Linked DNA regions of Sus scrofa: all the other regions are linked to region 4. Evidence: chromatin contacts called from public HiChIP or PLAC-seq and promoter capture Hi-C data. All regions are on one chromosome and are shown on one strand. Each heading gives the region's core, a stretch centred on a gene start, on an enhancer-like site or on the middle of the called end of the contact. The rest is flanking DNA. Distances are from core to core; before and after follow the strand shown. Region 1 holds the start of TMEM87B (transmembrane protein 87B). Region 2 holds the start of TTL (tubulin tyrosine ligase). Region 3 holds the start of CHCHD5 (coiled-coil-helix-coiled-coil-helix domain-containing protein 5). Region 4 holds the start of ZC3H8 (zinc finger CCCH domain-containing protein 8).

Region 1 (6,792 bases), core at 1,074-3,573, 170 kb before region 4:
CATAACTGCTTCTATAGCTGAGGCCACCATCTCTTAATTACTGTAATTTATTCTCAACTGGTCATACAAATTATTGAAATATTCTTAACTGGTTATCTTATTGCCCTCTTTCACAGTTTTCATAGAACAACAAAAATTATCTTTTTGATCACCTCATTCTCCTTGCTTAAAAACCACTGTTCAAAAAAAAGAAAAGAAAGAAAGGAGATTCCATCATGGTGCAGCAGAAATGAATGAAATGAATCAGACTAGGAACCATGAGGTTGCAGGTTCCATCCCTGGCCTCGAAAAGTGGGTCAAGGATCTGGTGTTGCCATGAGCTGTGGTGTAGGTTGCAGACATTGCTTGGATCTGATGTTGCTATGGCTGTGATAGCTGTAGCTCCAACTGTACCCTTAGCCTGGGAACCTCCATATGCATCCGGCTCAACCCTAAAAAGCAAAAAAAAAAAAAAAACAAAAACAAAAAACACTGTTGCCCCTCTGATGTTCTTAGACTAAAGCGCTATCTTCCTATCCAGGCTTAGGAGGAGCTGGATATTTCTGCACTGTTTAAATTTCTCACTCTTGCCAAGGTCCATCTGATACCAATACCTAGTCATTTGGTAGGTCTTTTTGTTCCTCCAAGCCTTAACACAGGCTTTCCTCTCTTTCCTAAAACACCTTCAAATCTACCCCTGGCTCCCACAACTAACTCACCGTTAACTCTTCCTAGGACTTAAATGATCTCATGTCCTCTCCTTCCACCAGCCTTACCTTCTAAATCTCTGGTGGATGCTCTTGTGTGATCTCTCCACACTTGTTATTCGTACCCATATAGACTGAGCACACTGTCTGTCTCCTGGGAAAGGCATGGATGGAATGCACCTGCAGTCTTTGTACCTATTAGGTTCTCAATAATTACTGGCTGAAAAACTGGCCAGGTCCTCTTAACTATAAATAGATCCTATCTTACATTAATGACACGGTTAAATTGTTAGGGAACCACTGACTGGAACAACCCACTATGGCCAGACACGGTAATAGACTCTTGCAGGAGTTGTTTCACAATAGGAGGGTTTGATAAGGAATGTGGTTCTGCCCTGAAGTCTAACAGGGCAGAATTTGGGAGGGAGGAGACAACCAGCCTCCCAGGATCCTTGGCGCTGGAATCCATCTTGGCTGAGAGGTGCCAGTCACCAAGGACCCTGAGCTTGGTGACCAAATATGGGACAAGCAAGATGATTGGCCAGAGACAACCCAGTATCCCTTCCCAATAAAGTCTTATAAAGTCTTTTTTTTTTTTTTTTTTTCTTTTTAGAACCGCACCTGCAGCATTTGGAGGTTCTCAGGTGAGGGATTGAAATGGAGCTGTAGCTGCCAGGCTATGCCACAGCCACAGCAACTCAGGATCCGAATTGCATCTGCGACCTACACCACAGCTCACCGCAACGGATTCTTAACCCAGTGATCGTGGCCAGGGATCCAACTCACATGCGCATGGATTCTAGTCGGATACGTTTTCACTGAGCCACAAAGGGAACTCCCCAATAAAGTCTTTTGCTTTGTCAGCTTATGCGTCTCCTCGGACAATTTATTTCCCAGTGTCGGACAAGAGGCAATACTCAGGCTCTTGGAAGGTATCCAGCTTCCTGCAACAAAATCAGGATTTTATTCTCCCTCTGGACATTATTTACATTTAAAAATAAACTACCATAGTTCTCTTTGGCAAGAGATTTATTTAGCTTTCACAGTCAAAAATGCCTGAAGTACACAATTAGACCCAAGCTCTGCCCCTCAGAGATTTAAGCAATCGGGGAACTTTATTTGTTCTGAAAATTATTAACTGTCCTACAGACATGGCATTACACACACAATACAATGCCTTGGGTTCAACTGACCCTACCTCAAAGCACTTTCCCGGCACTTACGGTGAATTTAGAGGACAGTTTGTTTCCCTCGTGCTGAGGTGACTGTAGTACTGGCAAACGGAGAGAATTCAAGAAAATGAAATAAAGCAAAACCTTAGCTAGCAACTCCTCCCTACGCATCCGTCCACAACCCCACGGAGCCTGAGATCTGAGCCTCCCGCCTGGGGCGGAAGCAGAAACCAGCTAGGGCAGGATTCTGAGCCCCGCCTCCCCAAGCCCCGCCCCCCGACCCGGCCCTGAGACCCACCCCTTGCCCCCATACCCACCCCCTCCTCCGTAGCCGCCAGATTCAGAGCCCCGCCTCCTCCCCGGCCCCGCCCCCCATATTGGCCCCGCCCTCACGCTCCGACCCTCCTCCCCCGCCCGCACCCGTTCTTTCCACGCTCTGGCCCCGCCTCCAGCTCCACGCAGTGGCCGGCCTCGAGCCCCGCCTCCATGTCCCAGCCACACTTCCCGGACCCGAGCCCGCCTCCCAGGGGCGGAGCTGCACCTGGTGCGGGCCCCGGGCTTGGCGGGCGTCACGGAGCGCCAGGTGCGGATTCCGCGTCAAGATGGCTTCTGCCGCACGAGCTGGGTTCTGGTTCCTTCCCACCGGGGGTCCGGTGCTGCGCGTCGCCCTCTGCCTTCTGTGCTGGGGTCCGGCGGCTGTGGGCGCTGTGCCCGAGCTTGGACTCTGGGCAGCGACGGTCAATGACGTAAGTGGAGCGTCGGCACCAAGGAGACGCACCTCTCCGGTCCTCAGGGTGTTCCCGGGGCTCGCCGGGGACCCAGCTTATTCCTCTGACCGGGCCTGCTCCGGGTGCCCTAATACGCTCTCTGGGCCTTTTGTCTCCCCTGGCCCGACCTAGGGAGAAAACCAGTCAAGCTTGTGTGCAGGGAACGGCTCTCCCTTCGGAGCCCTGTTCCTGTTCCTGAGGATCACCTTTCTCGACGGCCTGGTCCCTCGCTCCGCCCGGACACGCCCTGGCTAGATCGGGTCCTCGTTTATTCAGACCTGAGCCCAGAACCCCTCGGCACTCCCAGGGGCATCTTTGGATTTGACCCTTCTTCGTGCCCGGGTGCAGCCACAGGGCCACACCCGTGAGGCCTCAGGGAGGACTTGCCCGGCTTCAGTTTCCGCGTACATTTAGAAAGAGCATGTGCCGCTTTCTTTCTTACTCTTTTTTTTCCCCCCTTAAATGACAGTGGAACATGCAGTAGTCACCCCACCCCTCTTTCCCTATTTTGGGGCTCCTGGATTTCTCTCGGCCTCCTATCACAGCTCCGAGAGTATATGTGTGTGGGGAGTTGGGGCGGAATGTGTAATTAAAGGATATTTGCGAGCTAGTCTGGAGGCATGAATGCGTGGAAACTCTTCCTTTCCAGGGCAGGCCATTTGAGAACTTGGCATCAAGTAGTTACATGAGGTGATGTGGGAAGAATGCAGGGGTAGAATTTTGGAAAGATTTGCTAAAGAAGAGACAGGAAGTTGAAGAGGCTTTATGTCCTGCTCTTTTAGAGTAAGATGATTCGTCCAGTTGTTTGAGATGAGTATTTTTCCCATGTATAGAAACGTCCGAATTCTAAAGGCAAAACTTATATTTCGATTTCCTCAGCCAGAAAAAGAAAGTAGCACGAGAGGCTACAAATTCTTCCTACAACACAAACCTACCTGGGAGAGTAGATGTCCTTCTGTTTTTGTTTTTGTTTTTTTTGTCTTTTTGCCATTTCTTGGGCCGCTCCCGCGGCATGCGGAGTTTCCCAGGGTAGGGGTCGAATTCGAGCTGTAGCCTCTGGCCTACACCAGAGCCACAGCAACGTGGGATCCGAGCCGCATCTGTGACCCACACCACAGCTCACTGCAACGCCGGATCCTTAACCCACTGAGCAAGGCCAGGGATCGAACCCACAACCTCATGGTTCCTAGTCGGATTCGTCATCCACTGCGTCAGGACGGAAACTGAATTTTTAAGACCCAGTGCTACCATTTCTTCTAGGATTCTTCTGGGTTGCTGCCCTATTTTGTGTGCTGGTGATAGAACCTGCATATCTACATTATTGAATTTCTCTGAACAGTAATTTCATGCAGTTTCTTTGAATTTCATGCCGCTTCTGTAGTGTATGGTCAGTAGCATAAACTAAGTCTGAATATATTGGAAGTGAATCAGCTGTGAACAGACTGCTTGACCGTATCTATAAAAGTCTTTACCCAGTATACTTGGATGGTGAGATTCCAGAGGCCATGAGGAGAGAATGCCATTGCTTCCTCTATAAGGAAGATAAATTTTTCTTTGGGTCCCACATAATCTTTAGTCCTATGTGCCAGTAGCAGCCCATAAAGCTCTTTTTTGCCAAGAGTAGATGGATTTTTTTTTCCTATTTCAAGTTATCAATACTTGTTCTTCAGAACAGGAAAGTAGAGTTTTATTTGTACTACAAATCTATCAAGAAATGGTTCCTTTTTAAAATTTTTTAAAAATTAAAGTATAGTTGGTTTATAGTGTTGTGCCACTTTCTACTGTACAGCAAAGTGACTCAGTTATATGTATATATATACACATTCTTTTATAATATTCTTTTTCATCATGGTCTATCCCAGGAGATTGCATATAGTTCTCTGTGCATCAGGACCTCATTGCTTATCCATTGCAAATGTAATAAATAGTTTGCATCTACTAACCCCAAACTCCCAGTGCATCCTCCTTGGCAACCACAAGTCTGTACTCTTATGTCTGCGTGTTAGTTTCTGTTTAGTAGTTAGGTTCCTTTGTGCCATATTTTAGATTTCACATATAAGCGATGTCATATGGGGGAGTTCCCACTGCGGTGCAGTGGAAACAATCTGACTAGGAACCATGAGGATGCAGGTTTGATCCCTGGCCTCGCTCAGTGGGTTAAGGATCCAGTGTTGCCGTGAGCTGTGGTGTAGGTCACAGAAGTGGCCCGGATCCTGCGTTGCTGTGGCTGTGGTGTAGGCTGGCAGCTGCAGCTCCAATTAGACCCCTAGCCTGGGAACCGCCATATGCTGCAGATATGGCCCTAAAAAGCAATAAATAAATAAATAAATAAGTGATGTCATATGGTATGTCTTTCCCTTTCTGTCTTCACTTGTTATGATAATCTCTAGTTGCATCTATGTTGCTGCAAATGACATTGAGAAATGGTTCCTTTGGTTGTAAAGGTCAATAGCGCCTACTCTGTGCCAGGCACTGCACTGGCCATTGCTGTTGCAAGGATGAATATTAGACACAGTCTTCTCTTTCAAGAAGCTCACATAGTAGTAGAGACAGCAATTTCATAAGTAGTAATGACATGCATGGTGGCATTCTTTGGTTATTACTAGAGCACTGAGGGCATCATCTAACCCCACTTTCTGGAGTTGGTGTCTGGCTGGTTCTGTAAAGATGAGTAGACGTTACCTTGGTGAAGAAGGAGAAGGTAGAACAACTTCTGGGTTTCTGCTGATGGAGTGAGTGTTAGCACAGACTTGGGCCACCATAAGCCTTCCACGTCTGATCTTGACCTTGAGCCTGAGGCTGAGAGTCTCAAACTTAAGGACCTCTGGGGGTTGAGATACCAGTTACTGCAGAAGCATAGGCAGGAAATGTTGAGGGACTCACTTAGGGCAGTGGTGGCAGGAATGGAGAGAAAGAGCTAAATCTGGGAAGTGTCTGTGATATAAAGTGGGAATGCTGTGGAGATTGGGTGATGGAGGTGAGGCACCAGTAGGAGCCTGGCTTGGGTGACTGAGGATGGATCATCTACAGCCAAGGTGGACAGCGCAGGATGAGCTGGTGAAGAGCAGAGGGGGGTCTGGTTTAGGGCAGGTGGGCGTGGAATGTCATCCCAGTGTGTTGAACATCCTGGTGGACCTGACCTTGGTAGTTGAGTATGTGCACATAAGCAGCTCAGAGGAGGGATCTGGGCTGGGGATTTTATTGTTGAAACTGTTGAGGAGCTGATAAAATGTCAAGAAAGAGCTGCTTGTCCTGTCAGTGTTTTTCTTTAATCCTGAACCACCTGTTCATTTAACATAATATCTTCTCACAGGATTTTTATTCTTGGTGAGGGCAGACATTAGATAACTAACTAGTACATGATGTCGTTTTGCTTGGGGTAAAGATTGTGAAGAATGGGTCCTACAGACCATGTAAGAGAGGGCCTGGCCTGGTGTAGGCCCTGTGGAAGACGCCCTAAGGAAGGGGCTTTTGAACTGGGCTTTCAAGGTAAGGGGGAATTAACTAGATGAAGAAAGAGTGACGGGGACGGGTTTTTAAGTTTTCAAGTTGACCACCAAGGTCTTGAGTACAGGAAGGAGTATTGTGTTTTTGAGGAACTGGTGGAAAGGTTCTAGAGAGGTGGGCAGACCTTGGCCATCCAGGGCTTTGGGGGCCACGGTGAGAACTAGTCTATTGTGAGGACACCGAGGGGACTGGTGGTTTTATTCGAAGAGCATTTATGTTGATACCGAGAACAGCTGCAGATGTACAGACTCTCTGTCTGAGCAGCAGTAATGGTGCAGTAGCAGCAGCCCTTACCTCCTGTGTGTTGCTGGCCCCAGGCTGTGATGCTAGACCCAGGAGCCTTCTGGAGCCTGACATCCACTGCAGGGAGTGGGTTCCATGGGACAGGGTTCTAAGCCAGAGAATGAAGTGATCAGGTTTATGTTTTTGAAAAATAATCACTCTGGTCATAGGGAGAAGTGAAAGGATTAGAACTGTATATTTTTCCAGCATAAAACCATGCTCTTGGAGTTCCCGTCATGGCTCAGTGGTTAACAAATCTGACTAGGAACCATGAGGTTGCGGGTTCAATCCCTGGCCTCGCTCAGTGGGTTAAGGATCTGGTGTTGCCATGAGCTGTGGTGTAGGTTGCAGACTTGGCTCAGATCTGGCGTTGCTGTG
Region 2 (6,295 bases), core at 1,368-3,867, 140 kb after region 4:
AGACAGAGAAAGTGCTCAGAATTATTTCAGTCCTTTGAAATGTGTTGAGGATTGCTTAATGACCCAGCATAAATTCTGGTAAATTTCTTTCAACTTTTTGTGGCACTATTGTTATTGATTTTGTATCCTGTCTCTAGGAGAAGAAGAGGCATGTCCAAATCTTAAGAAATACCCATCACTTCATTTACATCATGTGGCAAGAACATATTCATAATCCGCATACAGGCCTGATGCAAAGTAGGATAGGAAGCTGAATTCTTAGACAAGTTTTCCCCTCTGTAATATAGCAATAAAGCTGCATGCTGTCCCACAGTCTTCCAGGAGAGAGAGGCTCTCTCCATAGCTCAGGTAGAAAAATCCCAGAGAGAATCAGTTCAGCAAATTTGGATCACTAGCCTGTGTTTTACCATCACAATGGCAAAAGGGTGGAAATGGACCAAGCCTGAGTACTCATTTTCCTGTGCCCATATGGATAGTGTAGAGTTCCTGTTGTGGCTCAGCAGTAACGAACCCGACTAGTATCCATGAGGATTCGGGTTTGATCCCTGACGCCGCTCAGTGGGTTAAGGTCACAGATGAGGCTTGGATCTGGTGTTGCTGTGGCTGTGGCATAGGCCAGTAGGTACAGCTCTGATTCAACTCCTAGCTTTAGAACCTCCATATGCTGCTCGGTGTGGCCCTAAAAAGCAAAACAAAACAACAATGGACAGTGTCAATGCCACCAGAATCACACAAAACAGGTTTCCAGGGGAAAGATGAGTTTTATTATTAAGAAAAGGGGATAAGGGGTGCTGCTGGACAAAACAATACCAAAAATGATGTTCACTACAAAATATGGGTGGGGATAAAAAAGGAGAAAAGTATCTACTGTATTTGCAAATACAGAGGTTACAGGAGTTCCTAATGAAATTCACAGCAGAGAGAGTAGCGGGCCTGTAGGGGAGAGTGGGTGGTGCAGGAGGGTGAAAGGACCCAGGCATGCTGAAAGTAGGTATCACTTTCAAGATGACTGGCTGTGAAGAGAAGCAGCCACAACGTTTTGGCCTGAGTTCTCTAAAAAGGTAGTCCTGGTATAACGATTTGAGGTTTACTGCGAAAGTGACCCCAAGACAGGTGGGATAGAAAACCGGAAAAGGAGGGAACCTAACAAGAGAAGATGCAGAAAGGAGTAAGTTGCAGCTGCGGACAATCAGAACTCTTCTGCAGCGACCTTGAAATAGAGCGTAGGATATATGCCTCCCGGCAGATTCATTCTCTGGAGGTTAGGAAGCCGGGCACTAGATACCCGCATTCCTCAGGGATGTCGGATTGCTGGGACGGGTGTGAAGGAACGTCATCATTACAGCACTCCTGGGTCTTGCCCCATTTCTCCTCTAAGCGAGCTTCCCATGGCCAGTGGAGCCTATGGGCAAAATGGAAGAAAGGAGGGCAATTTTACAATATAAGTAGATACCATGAGCACAGGGAGAGCAGGACAGGAAAGGTCGCAGGATATTCTTTCTCTAAAGAGTAAGACATCGGAAGCACATGGGTGATGTAGCTAATTTTTGAGGAAGTGTAGGAAGTTTGCGGGAAATCTGGTAGAGTCCTCTCTCTATTCCTCAAAATGCACCAAAAATGTTTCCTAAAAGGAAGTCAGGTAGGATCAGAACCAAGGGACTTTAAAGAACCTCCTTCCGGAGTTCCCGTCATGGCGCAGTGGTTAACGAATCCGACTAGGAACCATGAGGTTGAGGGTTCGATCCCTGGCCTTGCTCAGTGGGTTAAGGATCCGGAGTTGCCGTGAGCTGTGGTGTAGGTCGCAGACGCGGCTCGGATCCTGCGTTGCTGTGACTCTGGTGTAGGCCAGTGGCTACAGCTCCGATTAGACCCCTAGCCTGGGAACCTCCATATGCCACAGAAGCGGCCCTAGAAATGGCAAACAACAACAACAAAAAAGAACCACCTTCCGCCAACTCAGAAGGGGAAATCGGTCCGGAGGACGAAAAGCGAGTGGCCCAGCGCCGGTAAACGGCAGGGCGGAGTCCAGGGATCCTAGGGTCTGTGTGTGATCGGCGAATCTGAAGTCACCCCCTGGCTATGCACCATCCAGGAGGTCTCAGCAGGCTACGGAAGCATTCGACCCAAACGAAACCAACAGCCGCTTCTACGCCTCGGGTTCTCTGCGGTCCTTAAGCAGGAAAGTAAAAGAAGCCCATTTTGGACAAAGAATGGGGACTTACAACTTTCTGTTTTCATCCAGAAAACGTCCCTTTGAAAGAGTAGGTTGAAAACTACCAGAACAAGCCCTAAAAAGGGATCTTCCTCTGGCACCGCCCCCTTGGCCGTGACCCCGGGCTCGGGAGGACCGCCCCAGCTTCCGGTCCCACTCAGGGGCCTGTTCGGGAAGCTGAGGCTAAAGCCGCGCCCCCTCCTCCAGCCCCCGCACCATCTGCAGCTGGCAGCCCGCTCAGAGAGGGAGCCTGGCGCGCCCCCCGCGCACAGGCCCCCTCCCATCCGCCCGCCCTGGAGCCGGCCGCGCGGAATCACGGGGCGGAGGCGGAGCCGCGCCGACAGTGGGCGCGGCGTCGGGGCTGCGCTCGCTGCTCTGGCAGACGCGCGGGCGCCCGGGCGCCCGCGGCCGGCTACCCTAGAAGCGTGAGGGGCGGGCGCCCAGGCCGCTGGCGGGGGCGCGGCTGGAGCGTGTGGGGCGGGGCCGGCGGGGCCGACGGGTCGGGAGCGCGGCAGTCGCCCCGGCTGGTCCCACGCTGAGCAGCCGCTTGGCCGGCTGTTTCCTGCAGCGGCTGCAGGGGTGGCCCCGGCGCGCGGCCCTTCACCATGTACACCTTCGTGGTGCGCGACGAGAACAGCAGCGTTTACGCCGAGGTCTCCCGGCTGCTGCTCGCCACCGGCCACTGGAAGAGGCTACGGCGGGACAATCCCAGGTTCAACCTGATGCTGGGAGAAAGGAACCGGCTGCCCTTCGGGAGACTGGGTGAGCTTCCCCGTTTCGCGCCCTCCCGCTCCTCCCGGTAGAACGGGCGCTTTTGTTTTAAGGTCAGAAACCTTCCCTCCGTCGTTTCTCGGGCAGATAGATAAAAAATGCATCCCTTAAAGGACTAAGCCCATCGTTTTTCGTGCCTTCTCATCTCCTAAATCGGATTCGGGGCGGGAATGTAGGTGCGGGCTCCTGGAGCCGCGGCTGCCTCTTTACCATGACCCGTCCCTGCAGCCGGGGGCGGGGAGCCCAGGCCTCGCGTCTCCCGGATTCCCCAGGCCCGACGTCCCCAAATCCGGCAGGTCCGCTGGACAGATCGCCGGGCGGGGCGCGGCTACGCGGAGCCCGCTGCTGAAATCTCGCCGGAGTCCTCTTGCACATTTTCTTCACTAAGGATCCTGCCCTGCCTATGTTGGCGCGGGAGGGGAGCTTGTGTGTGTTGAAAACCCTGAGGATTCAGCTACCCAGAGGCTCAGTTAAACTGTCAAAGGATTTGGAAGAGACCTGGATTCTGAAAGCCTGAGCTTCAGCAGTGAGCCCAGCCCAGGGAAGGGCGGAAGGGTGTCTTCTCTTAGCTTCACCAAAGAACACATTCTCACGATCGTGGGTTGAATGCAGATGGTAGGTGACGCTGGATTCTCAGCCCTACTCTCTCTGCGGGAGTTACCTTCATTCACGTGGTTGAAGCTGGCACCACCGCGTCTACATCTTCCTCTGGAGGAAGGTGCTGGGGAAGCAGAGGACCGGCGGCTCCTTTTTAGATGATGTAAACCAGAAGTTGTGCACAGCACTTCAGACTCACATCCCATTGACCTGAACGTAGTCTCACGGCCTCTGACTGCACAGTCATGGGGGAATTGCAGCCTCACTAGGGGTAGCCATGTTCCCTGCCAGAAATTCCCCTGGGGTGGGGACCTGATCATATTGCCAGAGACAAATCCGTCAAGAGGAAAAGTCATCCCTGCCTTGGAGGGCTTCTCAGAGAGCCGTGTTCTATGTCCGGAGAGGGTACGGTTTTTAGAAAATAGGTGTGGTCAGAGGGTGGAGAGGTTGAATAGGGAAAGACTGAAAATAGACCATTTGGAATTGACTAGCCCTTGATGGGCTTATGGGGGGGGGACTGTAATGATTTGAGGGATGAAGGGTATTTCTACTTAGGCTTGCTGAAACTTTTTCTTTGGGAAAGGACCACCGACAACTTTCTATTGTTGTACAAGTGTGCCATGTATGATGAGGACTCCATGGAAGGGCTGATTCCAACCCCTAGAAGTCTTGGAATACAGAGAATGTGCCTGGAAGTTCCCTTTTGCGAAACTGTCTCCCCAGGAAGCCCTCAGCAAAAGAAGAAACCCTGAGTATAGTCGAGAATGTTTATTTCTGACTTGTTCTGTATGCTTCCCTGCCTGACTGACTTTCCTCCTTGAACTGAGCAGTGCCCGGCGGTCAGAGCTTAGGTGGAATCCTAAAATTAAAAGCTGACGAAAAATGGCTCTGTGGGGGCTGCAGCAGGGGTGGTTGGCACTGCTGCGAGGTTCCAGGTGAGGGAGAAAGAGACCAAACCTAGAGGGTCCAAATCCTAAACAGTGACCGTGAAGTCAGCAGATGATCAGTAAACATTTATTTGTTTTTTGGCTGCACCTGTAGCATGCAGAAGTTCCCAGGCTGGGGGTAGAATCTGAGCCGCAACTGTGACCTGTGCCACAGCGGTGGCAACACCAGATTCTTAACCCATTGCACCATAGTAGGAGCTTCAGTAAACTTTTTTTTTTTTTTTTTTTCTCTTTAGGGCCACACCTGCAGCACATGGAAGGTCACAGGCTAGGGGTTGAATTGGAGCTGCAGTTGCTGGCCAATGACACAGCCACAGCATTTTGGGACCTGAGCCACATCTTTGAACTGCACCACAACTTGCAGCAATGCCAGATCCTTAACCCACTGAGCAAGGCCAGAAATTGAACCTGCATCTTCATGGATACTAGTTGGATTCTTAACCTGCTGAACCACAGTGAGAACTCCAACATTTAATTTTTATGGGAAAGAAAATGGCATCCCACAACCAGATGGTTATTGGCCTTCCCTGTTAGAAATATTTACGTTTTGCTTGAAGTACACTGTGTGAAACCCAAAGAGATGGCCCAGCCTGTAAAGGTTCAGGAATGCCAGTGCCATGGGGATAAGAAGGTAGGCAGTTCAAGTATGAACCAGCCATCAGTCCCAGAGAGACCAAGAGAGCTAGTCAGTGCCTGAAACTTTTTACTTAATTGTATGCTGTTCTCAGATGAATTATTCTTACCTCTGGCATCTTCAGTTTAAACTCCCTTTGTTTGGTTCTACTTTTATTTGTGCTGCTGAAAACTCTATGCATTTTCTTATGATGTTAAACAAAAATGGAGACTTTTGGAGTTCCTTGGTGGCTCAGCAGGTTAACGGTCCAGAGTTGTCACTGCTGTGGCTTTGGTTACTGATGTGGCAAGAGTTCAATCCCTGGCTTGGAAACCTCTACATGCTACAGTGTGACCGAAAAAAAAAAAAAAAAAAAAAATTTGAGGAGTTCCTGTCGTGGCGCAGTGGCTAACGAATCCCACGAGGAACTGTGAGGTTGCGGGTTTGATCCCTGGCCTCGCTCAGTGGGTTAAGGATCCGGTGTTGCCATGGTGTGGTGTAGGTCTCAGACGTGGCTCGGATCCCACGTTGCTGTGGCTCTGGCATAGGCCAGCGGCTACAGCTCCAATTAGACTCCTAGCCTGGGATCCTCCATATGCTGTGGGAGCAGCCCTAGAAAAGACAAAACAAAAAAACAAACAAACAAACAAACAAAAAACTTTGATGCTTTTGTAGAGATTATCATATTGAGTGAAGTAAGTGTGGCAGAGAAAGACAAATATTATATGCTGTCACTTATGATTGTATGGTTCCACTTATGTAGAATCCAAACAATAGTACAAATGAATTCATTAACAAAACAGAAACAGACTCACAGACATAGAAAACAAACTTATGGCTAGCAAAGGGGAAGAGGATGGAGAGGGATAAATTAGGTATGTGGAACTAACAGTACACACTGCTATATATAACATAGATAAACAACAAGGATTTACTATAGAGCACAGGGAATTATATGCAGTATCTTGAAATAACCTATAATGGAAAAGAATCTGAAATAGGTATAGATATATCTTAATCACTTTGGTGTACATCTGAAACTAACACAATATTGATAACCAACTCTAATTTTTAAAATTGAGGCTTTTCTTATTTATACCGTCTACTCCAATTTTATGAGGAGGGGGAATGCAGTATGATCTACTGAAAAGAGTT
Region 3 (6,643 bases), core at 2,939-5,438, 250 kb after region 4:
AGGTTGTGGGTTCGATCCCTGGCCTCGCTCAGTGGGTTAAGGATCCGGCGTTGCTGTGAGCTGTGGTGTAGGTTACAGACGCGGCTCGGATCCCACAGTTGCTGTGGCTCTGGCGTAGGCCGGCAGCTGCAGCTCCAATTCGACCCCTAGCCTGGGAACCTCCATATGCCGCGGGAGCGGCCCAAGAAATGGCAAAAAGACCAAAAAAAAAAAAAAGCATGGAGGGAGCCAAGGGGTTTTTGCTACTCCCTTACCTACTGTTCTGTAAGACAAACTTAAGAATTTCTGTTAGTCAAGAGTTTCTGTTAACTCTGTGGGGCAGGGTTTCACTGTCCACAGAGAGTTAGCAACAGATTCCATAAGTTAAGGACTCAGTCCTACAAGACTGCCATCCCTTACCCCCCCCACACACACACACTTCAGAGGGCCATCCTGAGTCCACATGGTCACCTTTGCTTCTGACCAACTGGCTAGAGAATGCAGGTTTCAACAATCTTCTCATATTTGATTAACTTGCTGGAGTGGCTCACAGAACTAAGAAAAACATGAGTTTTCATGGTGGGAAAAAAAAAAAAAAAAAAGGAGTTCCTGTTGTGGCTCAGTGGTTAATGAACCTGACTAGCATCCATGAGGATGAGGGTTCAATCCCTGGCATCACTCAGTGAGTTAAGGATCTGGCGTTACTGTGAGCTGTGGTGCAGGTTGCAGACGTAGCTCAGATCCCACATTGCTGTGGCTGTGGCATAGGCCGGCAAGTAGGGCTCCGATTTGATCCCTAGCCTGGGAACCTCCATATGCTGCTAGTGCAGCCCTAAAAGGCAAAAAGACCAAAAAAAAAAAAAACCCATGATTCAAAGAAGAAATTTCAAAAAAAATTTTTTTTAAAAATCAGAAAAATATTTTTGCTTGCTATGTGACCAGTTTATTATGGGAGGGTGTAACAGAGGAACAGCCAGAGGGAAAAGGTGCATAGGGCAAGGTGTAGGCAAAGGTCATGGAGCTTCCAAATCTCTGGTCATATGCAGCTGATTTAACCTCTGCCCACTTTCCTCTCCCCAGAAGTCAGGAGAGTGAAACCGGAAGTTCTAACCCTCTAATCACGGGGGGGGGGGGGGGGGGGGGGGTTCTCCTAGCAACCAGCCCCTTCCTCAGGTGTAGTCCAAACGTCACTTCATTAAACGTAACAAAAGACACCTGCATTGCTCTTGTGCCTTAGGAAACCCCAAGGATTTCAGCAGTAAAAACCAAGTACTGTTTATTATAACCACATCAACCTTCCCTGGTTGCTCTCTTAATACTTCCCAGATTGAGCATCCACTTTAGCATTCATCACTAATTTAGTTTTTATTTACTTTGATAACTGTCTAGCTCTTCTACTAGAATGTTAAGCTCCAGTCTGGCACTGTTGAAATAAAACTTTAGAGGTGCAGGAGTTCCCATTGTGGCTCAGTGGTAAGGAACCTGACTAGTATCCATGAGGATGCAGGTTCGATCCCTGGCCTTGCTTAGTGGGTTTAGGATCCAGCATTACTGTGAGCTGTGGTGTAGGTCAGCAGCTGCAGCTCCGATTCAACCCCTAGCCTGGAAACTTCCACATGCTGTGTGTGTGGCCCTGAAAAGACCAAAAAAAAAAAAAAAAAAAAAGCCACTATACTTCTAACTCTTACTCCTCCAGTGCACCCTTTACTATGGCGCTCCTAACTCCCTTTTCCCTTCTTTAAAAGAGCTCTCTTCTCCTTGCTCTCCTGGACTCGCACCTGGCTTGCCATGACTGCAGACCTGTTAATAGTGTTTCATTACTGATCCAGAATAAACCCTTTTGGGGGGCCATATTCAGTGCATGTGGAAGTTCCCAGGCCAGGGACTGAACCTAAGCCACAGTTGTGACCTGCACCACAGCTGTGGTAATGCCAGATCCTTAACCCGCTGGGCCACACAGGAACTTCACTAAATAAACCCATTTTTACTGGAGAAATAACTGGCAGCCTATATGTTTTAGGCCAACACAATAAACTGATAAGGCTAGAAAGAATACAAAATGCTCTATGCCAGGTGCTTTGCCTGTCTTCTCAGAAGAGCATCCTGAAACACCTATTACCAGAAAACGGAAACCCAGAGAGAAGTATTCTGTCCGAGATTTCAGGTTGAAATCCAGATTGGCTTCCCTCCAAACCCCATGGTCACCTAAGTCTTCCTCACATTTGATCCCTAGAGAGGAAGTCAGTCACACTTGTGGGTCACACACCAAAAGGCAACTAGAAATTTGGAGGCTTAAGTGTCTCATTCCCAAGGAGAACTGTCTCCCACTGGGATCTTCATCATACCTACTTACAAGCCCAGCTGTTTGAACCCCTTCCTTGCAGGAAGCATATTACCTGGACTTTGGGACAAAACTCAGAGGCAGGGCATGGGACAGGTTATGATTTCACTCTCCCAGGAGGGAAAAACCTGAGAATTTGGTCTACATTTGAAGCCAAAGAGAAGAGATGTTGATGCTGTTCCCTTCTCTCTCTTCTCCCATCAAAAACACACTGGGAAGTTTTTGCAGGAAGGAAGAAGACAAGGGCCCAGAGGTGAAAGCTTTCCTTCAATGTCCAGGGCTCCAAACCGACCTGTGTTATCTGAGGCAGGTTCCGATGGCCAATGGCACAATCACCAAATGTCAGTTGCCAACTAGGGCAGTTCAGGTCACAGCCTCCTGCGACGGTTCTTGCTTATCCCAAACTTGTGAGGGTCCAGGCTCCATACTAAACCTCCCACGTACACTACGTCTTATGTGAAGAATGTCACTGTCATCACCCCCATTTTACAGATGAGCATATGTTTAACGGAGCAGAACAGAGCCCTCTTCCTTCTCCACACGTCCTCCACCTGCCTCTTCTCCACAGAAAAACTTTAGCCTCCTGGGCCTTCCTCGAATTCCAAAGAGTCAATTTCAATCAGAGAAGTGAGAAAAATGCAAAAAGAAAGGAAAAGTGTCAAAAAGACAAGGTAATGATTGTTTAGGCATTAAAGTCAAAGACCTTTAGTTCTTCCTCAAAGGTTATATACCATACTTCAAGTCATGTCCTTTGAGCTATTTTGCAAATACTGAAACCCCCACCAGGTGGGAGAAATTAATTAATTGTACGCTGCCCACGAGCAGGTAGACCCCAAGCTGATTGTAACCAGAAGGTTGATGATGCTACCAATTACCTCACCACCAACCAATCAGAAGAATGTCTCGCCAGCTGATAGCCCCCCCCTCCCTCACTCTGTCTTTAAAAGCCTTTCCCTGAAACTCTTTGGGAAGTTTGAGCCTTTTGGACATTAGCTACCTGGGTTCTTGAGTGGTGCCAGCACTTTCAGTCACCACAACCAGGTGTCAGTAGCCTGGCTTTATGGAGGGGAGGTGGGAGCCAGCATCAGGACCCAATTTTTGTTCCTAATTTGCCCAAACAATTATCACTTGGTTACAAATGACTGACACCTGTTCCCCTATAATGCTGCGACAAACTACATTTTATGATCATTTTGGCTGGAGTCAGGGAAAACCTCTGCATACTAGACAGTACTGGTGCTCAGTTCTCTGACCAAGGGACAAATACGTGGAGCCAGACACTGGAAGACATGAGGAGGTGGAACCATCCCACCAGGAAGAATTACATGGAAGTAACTCCCCCATTGTGACACAGAGCTAAGATTAAAACTCACGTTCATGCTGGCTTCAGAGTTTATGCCCAGGGGTGGGGGACGCGGTCTGGGTAACCCATGCTGAGCAGTCAGGAGGTCCAGGCCTCCTCCTGGTCCAGCTTTTGGGGAGGCTGTTTCCCCGCCCCTCAGCCGCGCGCACACCACGGTCTGCAAGAGGCGAGCGAGCGCATGCGCAGAGTTGCATTAGGGATCCCGTTCCCTGCGGCCAGCAGCTGACAGCTAAAGCACTCAGCTGCTGCGCGCATCCGCGAACGGCTGCATTGATGAGAGCCCGCAGCAGCAACAGCCACTCTCCATCAGCTCCAGTCCGGCGACTAGGAGCGCGTGTGGCTGCGGCCAAATCCCTCAAAGAGCCACCCAAGTCAGCGCCGCACTCGCCTCGGCACCGAGGCGCCACTGTACGTCCCAGCACTTCCGGGGAATTCCCCGCACCGCCCACGTAGGCCGGAAGGGCCTAAAATACCCGAGCCAGCTAGGGACGGAAGTGGCTACGCAGGGCGCCGCCATGACAGGCCCCGGACCTGAGGAGAGGCAGGGCGCCGCCATGACAGATTGGGCCTAAAGGGAGCGGGCCTGCTAGTCCGCTCTGCAACCGGAAAAATCGAAATAAGGAGGGCTTAGCTGGGCGCCGCCATGACAACCTGATACCGGAAAAGGCGGAGCGCTCCTTCCCCATTGATCCTCCTTCGGCCTCGGCCTCAAGATGTGAGTAGCGGGAGCGCCTACCCTGTACCTGCCCCCGCACTCCTTCTCTTTCCCCAGTGATCTGGACTTAGGCCAAGATTCCGGGAAGAATTGGCTTCTCTGTTCCCGGGTCCGAGCCTCGTGATTCAGCGCATTCCCTTGCGAGCTCCAGTTCTCGTGTTCAAGCCTCGCCCTCTGAGCGTTTAGGTTCCACCCCTTCTTTGGGTGCTAACGAAGGACTTTTAGATCCAGTCTCTCTGTGCTCAAGTTTTGCCCCGAAAACCCTGGGTCTTGTCCTCACCCTGCAACCCTACGATTCCAGACTTGTCTCAGGGCCTCCAGGACTCCCAGATCCGTCCTTAGAGCTCCAAGTTCCTCTCCTTGGCTCATCTAACTTTACCATTTGAACCTTCCAAATCTGTCCTTTGCCTCAGACCTCACCTATAAGGCCCACAGACTTGTTCCTAGATGCCTCTGATCTCACTCTGGATTTTCAGATCTTGTCTCCCCAATTTGAAGAGCTTATTTGTGGGACACTTAAGATTTACCCTAGACCCCCAAACCGCCCCAGGGCCTCAAGTCTCACTTTTCAGTACCCAATCCTCTGGCCCCATTTCGAAGACAGTCTGGTCAAGAGACCCTTCCCCAGGACCTAAGACCTCACCCCTTGCACCTCTAAACCTCACTTTTAGGGCTTTCAAACTCATTTAGGGCTTCCAGGTTCTCTCCAGGAACTCTAGGTGTTAATTCTAAGGCCCTACGAGCTTTTCTGCATGATCCCCAGGTAGAAACTAGAGAATGCTAGAACTCTAAAACCTGCCGTCCAGGACCTTCAAAGTCTGCTTCAGAATAATCAGACCTTTTTTTTCAGAACTTCCACTATCTCCCCTGAAGCTCTGAGCCTACTCCACAACCTCCAAGGCTCATGCCTTACCTCTCTAGCTCCTTGGCCCTATCCCAGGATCCTTCAGGCTCTCAGATTTGTCCAAGATGCCAGTCCCACCCTAGACTCAGATCAGAACTCCATCTCTTGCCTGCTGCCTGCAGTTACCCTCAGTCTGTCCTGTCTCACAGGCAAGCGGCCCTGGAGGTCACTGCCCGCTACTGCAGCCGAGAGCTGGAGCAGTATGGCCAGTGTGTGGCAGCCAAGCCTGAGTCATGGCAACGGGACTGTCATCACCTTAAGATGAGCATCTCTCAGTGCACGTCCTCCCAGTGAGTGTGGGCAAGTACAGGGCAGTGGGGGGTGGGTGGACATCGGAGTGGAAGTCTCTCTGAGCCTGAAATGCCCTGCCCTCGCAGCCCAATCATCCGTCAGATCCGCCAGGCCTGTGCAGAGCCTTTTGAGGCCTTTGAGGAGTGTCTCCGGCAGAATGAGGCAGCCGTGAGCAACTGCGCAGAGCATGTACGCCGCTTCTTGCAGTGTGCTGAACAGGTGCAGCCGACACACTCGCCCTCAACCACGCAGGTAAGTTAGGGGCTTGGCAGTTCATCCCACTCCTTTAGCCTCTGGTCACTCAGAGTAAAAATCTTGGAGGCATCCTTAGCTTCACACACACCTTCCCCATGCATCCCGAATCCAGAACATCAGACCATGGTCCCCTGTTGCCCCATCCACAGCCCCTGCTTTAGTCCAGCCATCTCCCCCACCCCTCCACTGCCAGGACACCTGCTCCAGGCTTCTTCCTGGTCTCCCTGAATCCTCTCTTACCATGCTGCCATGCAGTGGCCAGAGAGAGGGTTAAGGAACTGAAAACTGAAGTTCCCATCATGGCTTAGTGGAAGCGAATCCAACTGGGAACCATGAGGTTTCAGGTTTGATTCCTGGCCTCGATCAGTGGGTTAAGGATCTGGCGTTGCCGTGAGCTGTGGTGTAGGTTGCAGATGTGGCTTGGATCTTGCAGTGCTGTGGCTGTGGTGTAGGTTGGCAGCTACAGCTCTGATTTGACCCCTAGCCTGGGAACCTCCATATGCTGTGGATGCGGCCCTACAAAGCAAAAAAAAAAAAAAAAAAAAAGGAACTGAAAACTAGTGTCATTACACCTTAATGAAAGCTCATGAATGGCTTCTCATCTACACTGAGCACAAAATCCCAGGTTGCTGCCAGGTTATCTGTGTTCTTCTTCAGGCAGAGCTCCTGCAGCTCCCTTACGTACTCCCCCTGTCTTCCTCATGGCCCCGGCAGCTGTTCGGACCCAGGGGGTGAGGATGGCCCAAAAAAGCCTTAATTCTTTTTTTATGTATGTAGTACAGAAACATATATATG
Region 4 (6,445 bases), core at 2,565-5,064:
CAAAGTTACAAGAGGAGATCAGGCTTTACAGCCTCATCCAATTCAACAGTTTACTACCACTGATCTGTTCCCAGTCAGAAGTTCGGTCACATCCACCAGATGAGGGACCGAGCTATACGCCTGCTGCAGAGGCCAATGTTATGAGAGCCAATAAACCAAATGCTGAGGACTTTCCCATATTCTAGTTATCATCTTTTGGAGTGGAAAGCAACCTCTCCCCAGGTAGAGCGGTAACGGCAGAGCAATAACGGCAGCAGCTGACACTTGCATCATGCTTCCTCCGTGCCAGGTGCTGTTCCATGCACATCACATGTATCACAACAGCCCTAGGACATACATACTATTGGTAAAAAGCCCATTTTACAGATGAGAAAACTGAATGCAGAACACAATATAACTTGTCACATATCTAGCAAATGGCAGAGCTGCAATTTGAGTCCAGGCAGGCAGGGTCTTTCTTATTCGAAATACCCACCTGGATATCTACTAGACTCAACATTATCTCAAAACTCTTGTTAATCCTCCTGCTTTCTTAAACAGCAACTTCAGCCTTCTAATAATACAATCCCAAACCTTAAAGAAGACTTTACCACCTCTTTCATATTTCCCATCCAATCTGTGAGGAAATATATTTTATCTTCAAAATTTGTCCTAATCTGGAGTTCCCTGGTTGGGGATCTGGTGTTGCCACTGCTGTGGCTCAGGTCGCTGCTGTGGTAGGGGATGGATCCCTGGCCTGGGAACTTCTGCATACCGTGGGTAAGGATATATATATATATCCCTATCTGACCACATCTTGCTACTGATACTATGATCCAAGGTACTCTTGCCCCTCTTCCATTCTACTCTCAACACAACCAGATGCCCCTGCTAATAGGTCACCCTTGGCTAAAAACCCAGTAACTCTCATCTCATTCAGAGGAAAAGCCAAAGTCCTTATTATGGAACCTACAAGTCCCTTACACAACCGGCCTCCTGGTTTCCCCTCACCCCGCGCCCATCCCATTGCTTCTCAAGTTCTTCTCTTCAAGTCTTGCCATTCTTCCTCCACTCATCACTCTGGTCACTGGCTCCCACCACTCAATCACAGCAAGCTCACTCCACATCAGGACCTTCATATGGAATGCTCTGCCCATAGAAGATCAACCTCTCTCACTCCAGGTTCCTGCTCAAATATTACTTACCAATGTTACTAGTGAGGCTTTTCTTTCTTTCTTTTCTTTTTCTTATTTTGTCCATACCCATGGCATATGGAAGTGCCCAGGCCAGGGAATGAACCCATACCACAGCAGTGACCCAAACCTTAGCAGTGACAATGCCTGGTCCTTAACTGCTGGGCCATCAGGAAACTCCTAGTGAGGGTTTTCTTAACTACCTTCTTTAAAAGACCTGCACCCTCCCACCATCCCATCCTCCCTTATCTCCCTACCCTGCTTTCATTTTCTCCACATCACTTATCACCTAAAATACTAATATCTATGTATTGTCGGTACACCAAGAATATAAATCTCACGAGCACAGGGATTTTTATGTTTATCTATTTCTATATCCCCAGGGCCTAGAATAATGTCTCATATATAGCAGGTGCTCAATAAACAAGTAGTTTTACCTTAAAATTATTAGGAAAAGTAACCAGGAACCATAAAAGCTTGATTCATTTGATGACATTTAAAACAAACTAAAAACTATACATCGAAAATAATGCCACAGACAATCAAAAGACAAATAACAAACTGGGGGTAAAATATCTGCAGGCTAGAGATCCTAATATTTTAACAAGAAAGACCAGCCAAGAGAAAAACAGGCAAAGAATGTTCACAGACATGCGCCATACTTCAATACCATTCTTTGCCTAAAAGTGTCTTTTATGTAGTTCAGTTTTTGTGGAACTTCTGTCCAGTGCCTTATCAAATTGATAGCTGGTACTGGTTTTTTATTCATAGTTATTCACTTCTGTGATGATTCACCTTACTGAACTCTCTTATGTATTTTTCTCTTTGCTCTTTAAAAAAATATTATAGCTGATTCACAATGTTGTCTATTTCTGCTATATGGCAAAGTGGTCCAGTGATATATATATCATATATATATATATGATATATATACATGTTACATGTATATATATCATACATATATATACACATCCTTTTTCTCATATTATCTTCTATCATAAGAGACTGGATACAGTTCCCTGTGCTATACGGTAGGAGTATTTTAATAGTTTATTAATCAGTTCGTCTTGTTTTTCTTTGTAGATGATCATTTCACTGCCAATAATTAGTGTGTCTCTTTTCAGTTATGTATAGGCCTAAGTTTTAGTTTAGCCACTTTGCCTTAGAAGCATGGTGATGAAATCACCAATCTTTGAGTGACTGGCCGGGTAACTTAACCCTAGTTTGCTACATGCCTTCATATTTGTGTAATCTTGGCAAGTTATTTATCCTCTTTGTGCCTCAATTTTCTCATCTGCAAAAATGAGGATAATATCTTCAACGGTTGTTGTGAAGATTAAATGATGAGGGAGTTCCCTTCTTGGCTGAAGAGTTAATGAACCTGATTAGGATCCATGAGGATGTGGGTTTGATCCCTAGCCTCGCTCAGTGGGTTAAGGATCTGGCGTTGCTGTGAGATGTGGTGTAGGCCAGCAGCTGCAGCTCGGATTAGACTCCTAGTCTGGGAACTTCCATATGCTGAGGGTGTGGCCCTAAAAAGAAAAAAAAAAGAGAGAGAGAGATTAAATGACATATTTCAGTATTTCACATAAGGAACATAGTAAAGCTCTTGATGATGGACTGAATTAAGGTGATCTTTCCATTCAAGTATGTGAGACACAGAGAAGTTAAGGCATTTGAATGATACAGAGAAAGAAAATCAACCAGACTAAGACATATCAAGGATGAGAAAAATAATGCGTCATGGTTTGGACTTAGGGAAATTAGGAGAAACATCTAGAAGAAAAGAGGGGTTCTAGCATTTCAAACTCATAGGGAAAAAAGTGAAAGAAAACCTAGGTATAAACAGGTCTCTAAGAATGAGATCAATACCTGAGCGCCATCTGGCCACCCATCTCAGTACCTTTTTCAAGCCAAAGGAAATATTATATCCCAATGGTGTCTGCTGCTTTATTACAATATTTACGATCTTTCTATGTAAATCGGGAGACTAAAAGCAGACTACTCATTGTATATCCTTCACTGCTTAATGAACTTAGGATGTCGTCTTTTCTACCAAAAAGCGCCTAGCACGTGTAATGAGAAGTGACAAATGATCGGTATCCTTCAGAAGCTGATGATCTGAAAGTGCAAATGCTATGGGCACGCAGGTGGGCTCCCACCCGACCAGAGGGGCCCGAGCGCAGAGAGAGGGGCATCCCGGGCCTCCCTCGCCCCCACCCCGGTAGCCGCCTGGACCCCGCCTCTCCCCAGACTCAGGTTCCCAGGACCGCTGGCCGCAGCGGGCTACGAACCCGGCCCCATCTCCAGCTCCTAATCTCTGCCCCGGAACAACCTCTGGACGCCCAGCGGTCCCACGCGTTCCCCGCGGGACCTCGCGCCCTGGCCCCTGCCGCCTCCAGAAGGAACGAAGGGGCGGAACCCGGCCGGAGCCCCTGCGTTCAAACCATGAAAAGACTGGGGATCACCTTTCGTCACAATCCGTGGCGGGTTTCTTGCCGAGAGCTGGGTTAGGGGGTTTGGAAAAGAGATTCTCAAAATCCATCATCCGCTCCAGAGCCGAGCCCCGCAGCTACGGAGCAACAGAACAGCCTGAGGAGGAGTGGCTCCCGGCCGCGCACTGGCCCGCAGGTGGTCCGGCGCATGCGCCGCTCCGTTCCCGGCTCTGCGCACGCCCGCTCTCTTCTTCGCCGGCGGCTGTGCGCAGGCGCCCTTCTAGTTCTGTTGTTTCTGATATTGTTTTTGACATGCTTTTTGATATTTATCTCAAATGTTTCGTAGAATTTTAGAACTTAATCCTTGGGACTTTCCTTTATTTCACGTTAGTGAAAGATGTGCTCTCAAAGTCACAACGTTTTTAAGGAATGGTGGAAAGTTAAGGTTTGAGCACTCACTTTGTACCAGGCATCTTTTCGTTCCCCTCATCCTCACAGCAGCCCTTTAAGGAATATGCCATTAGCTTCTACGTCTTCAGATGCGTGAACAGAGCTGTGGACAGATTTTGCGATTTGCACACCCTTTACAATCCAATGAGATTAAAATAAACACCCAATTTTAATGCCGAAAAGTCCACTGAATGTACCAAGTGCTAAGAGAAATGAGGTAAGGGGGCCCAAAGGTTTAAAAAAATGGAGATAGATAAATAGGTAGGTAGGTAGGGAGAGAGAGAGAGAGAGAGAGAGAGAGAGAGAGAGAGATTGATTAAATGTTTTTATAAGATTCCCAAGCTTCACGAGTGGGACCTCGGTATCAGTGGGTTTTGGGCAGCTCCCTAGGTGATTCCAAAGTTGAACCTCATCTAATTGAACAGTTGGGCTTAAGGATGATTAGAGCCAGTTGTGCTCCTGTCCTGCGTGGCCTCCCCTCCAGCCCTTAGTGCCTGTTGTTGTTTTTTTCCTCAGCTGGTTAAAGAGGATGGGAATACTTGCCCTGCTTTCCTCTCAGACATGTTGTAAAATCCAGAGTGTAAAGAGTTAAAAAGCAAGTTAGAAAAGTGTCAAAGCACGAATACAACTAAGAGGTTTGTTGCTTTTCCTTGTTCAGTGTCTCACCACAGTGAGGCTTTGGAGAAGGGTTGCCAGATATCACACATAAGAACACAGGAGACAGATTTGAATTTTAGCTAAAATACAAATAACTTTTTTATTTTGTAGTATAAGTACATTCCATGCAATATTTAGGACATTCATATACCAAAACTTATTTGTATTTTATCTGGCAGCCCTATCTTGGCACCTCTTTCTCTGCTAAAGCTGACAGGGGTAGGAGCCCTGAGTTTTTCCTTTGTAGCTGCACATCTGTAAGGCTACCTTTGTTTAGGAGATTTTTTGTTTGTTTGTTTTTGATGTTAAACATTATTGTGAAGGAAGGCATTTCTAAACCTCTGATTTGAGAGGTGGTCCCATGTAGCCAGCCCAAAAGCCAATAAAGGATTGGGATGAGTGGTGGCCCCTCTGCTCTGCTGGCTACTGGCTCTCACCACATGGATAATTTGCTTTTAAAATTCAATGGAGGAATATCCATTTAGAGTTCTTTGATTTCGTTCCTCAGAGGTTTGTAGTTTTCCTCATATAGCTCATGCATATATTTTGTTAGATTTATACCTGAAGGGTTTTGTTGTTGTTAGAGTTACATCTTGTATTTTTATCTTTTTATGGGCTGCACCAGAGGCATTTGGAAGTTTTCAGACTAGGGGTCAAGTAGGAGCTGCAGCTGCAGCCCTATGCTGTTGCCACAACAACACCAGATCTGAGCTGCATCTGCGACCTACACTGCAGCTTGTGGCAACACTGGATCCTTAACCCACTGAGTGAGTTCAGGGATCAAACTCACATCCTCATGGACACTAAGTCTGGTTCTTAACTCACTGAACCACAACAGAAACTCCTTTTTTTGGTCTCCTTTGCTTGTTTTGCCCATACCCACAGCATGTAGAAGTTCCCAGGCCATAGATCAAACCCATGCTATAGCTATATCCAGAGCCTCAACAGTGTCAGCCAGATCCTTAACCTGCTGAACCACAAGGGAACTCCCTAATATAACTGTTTTTAGTTTCAAATTCCAATTGTTCATGGCCAGTATGCAGGAAAACTGTTGACTTTTGTATGTTAACCTTGATTTCTGCACCCTTGCTTTAAATGCTTGTTAGTTCCGGTATTTTTTGCCAATTATTTGGAATCAGCAGCTGCCAAGGGTGGGGTTGGGAGAAGGGTAGGGAAGGAGGAAGGAATAGATAGAGCACAGCAGATTTTTAAGGCAGTGAAACTATTCCATATACCGTAATGATGGACAGCTATTATTATATATTTGTCAAAACCCATAGAATGTACAACACCAAGTGAATCCAATGTAAACTATACATGTTAATGTATCAATATTAATTAATCAATTGTAACAAAGGTACCGCACTAATATAATATGTAGATAGGAGTTCCCTGGTGGCTCAGTGGGTTAAGGATATGGTATTCTCACTGCTGTGGCACAGGTTCAGTCCCTGGCTCTGGAACATCCATATGCTGAGGGCGCAGCCAAATAACTATCTAAATAAATAAAGATGTAGATAACAAGGGAAATTGTGTTTGTGGGAGGCAGAGGAACTTTGCATTTCCCAGTTAATTTTTCTATAAACCTAGAACTGCTCTAAAACCAATAAAGTCTATTAAAAAAAGGTGACAGAAGATTTTTGTGAAACAAAGATTACCAAGAGTTCCCTGTGGCTCAGTGGTTAGTGAACCCGACTAGTGTCCATGATGATGCAGGTTCGATCCCTGGCC

Evidence for each region. Promoter capture Hi-C pulls out the DNA fragments that hold promoters and counts their contacts. HiChIP or PLAC-seq counts read pairs in DNA pulled down with a chosen protein or histone mark.
Region 1: a contact with region 4 is called in an H3K27ac HiChIP or PLAC-seq map of alveolar macrophages. The contact joins the promoter of TMEM87B here to the promoter of ZC3H8 in region 4. A contact is called at or near these places in 1 of 47 Hi-C or Micro-C datasets (epiblast stem cells) and 1 of 2 datasets of contacts at active chromatin or transcription factors (alveolar macrophages).
Region 2: a promoter capture Hi-C map of liver shows a contact between it and region 4, with 2.3 times the contacts expected there. The contact joins the promoter of TTL here to the promoter of ZC3H8 in region 4. A contact is called at or near these places in 1 of 5 promoter capture datasets (liver), 1 of 47 Hi-C or Micro-C datasets (liver) and 1 of 2 datasets of contacts at active chromatin or transcription factors (skeletal muscle).
Region 3: an H3K27ac HiChIP or PLAC-seq map of alveolar macrophages shows a contact between it and region 4. The contact joins the promoter of CHCHD5 here to the promoter of ZC3H8 in region 4. A contact is called at or near these places in 1 of 47 Hi-C or Micro-C datasets (liver) and 1 of 2 datasets of contacts at active chromatin or transcription factors (alveolar macrophages).

The regions. Positions count from the first base shown.
Region 1 is chr3:44,323,301-44,330,092 of Sscrofa11.1, reverse strand. TMEM87B (transmembrane protein 87B) reads left to right here and starts at 2,323. Exons shown (of 20, transcript XM_021087028.1): 1 at 2,323-2,604. The coding sequence starts at 2,461.
Region 2 is chr3:44,018,933-44,025,227 of Sscrofa11.1, reverse strand. It overlaps TTL (tubulin tyrosine ligase), which reads left to right and starts at 2,617. Exons shown (of 7, transcript NM_001004041.1): 1 at 2,617-2,974. The coding sequence starts at 2,818.
Region 3 is chr3:43,913,295-43,919,937 of Sscrofa11.1, reverse strand. It overlaps CHCHD5 (coiled-coil-helix-coiled-coil-helix domain-containing protein 5), which reads left to right and starts at 4,188. Exons shown (of 4, transcript XM_021087024.1): 1 at 4,188-4,398; 2 at 5,452-5,592; 3 at 5,680-5,845. The coding sequence starts at 4,397. LOC110259964 (a long non-coding RNA gene) reads right to left here and starts at 4,048. Exons shown (of 2, transcript XR_002342486.1): 1 at 3,694-4,048.
Region 4 is chr3:44,158,668-44,165,112 of Sscrofa11.1, reverse strand. ZC3H8 (zinc finger CCCH domain-containing protein 8) reads right to left here and starts at 3,814. Exons shown (of 10, transcript XR_002342488.1): 1 at 3,641-3,814.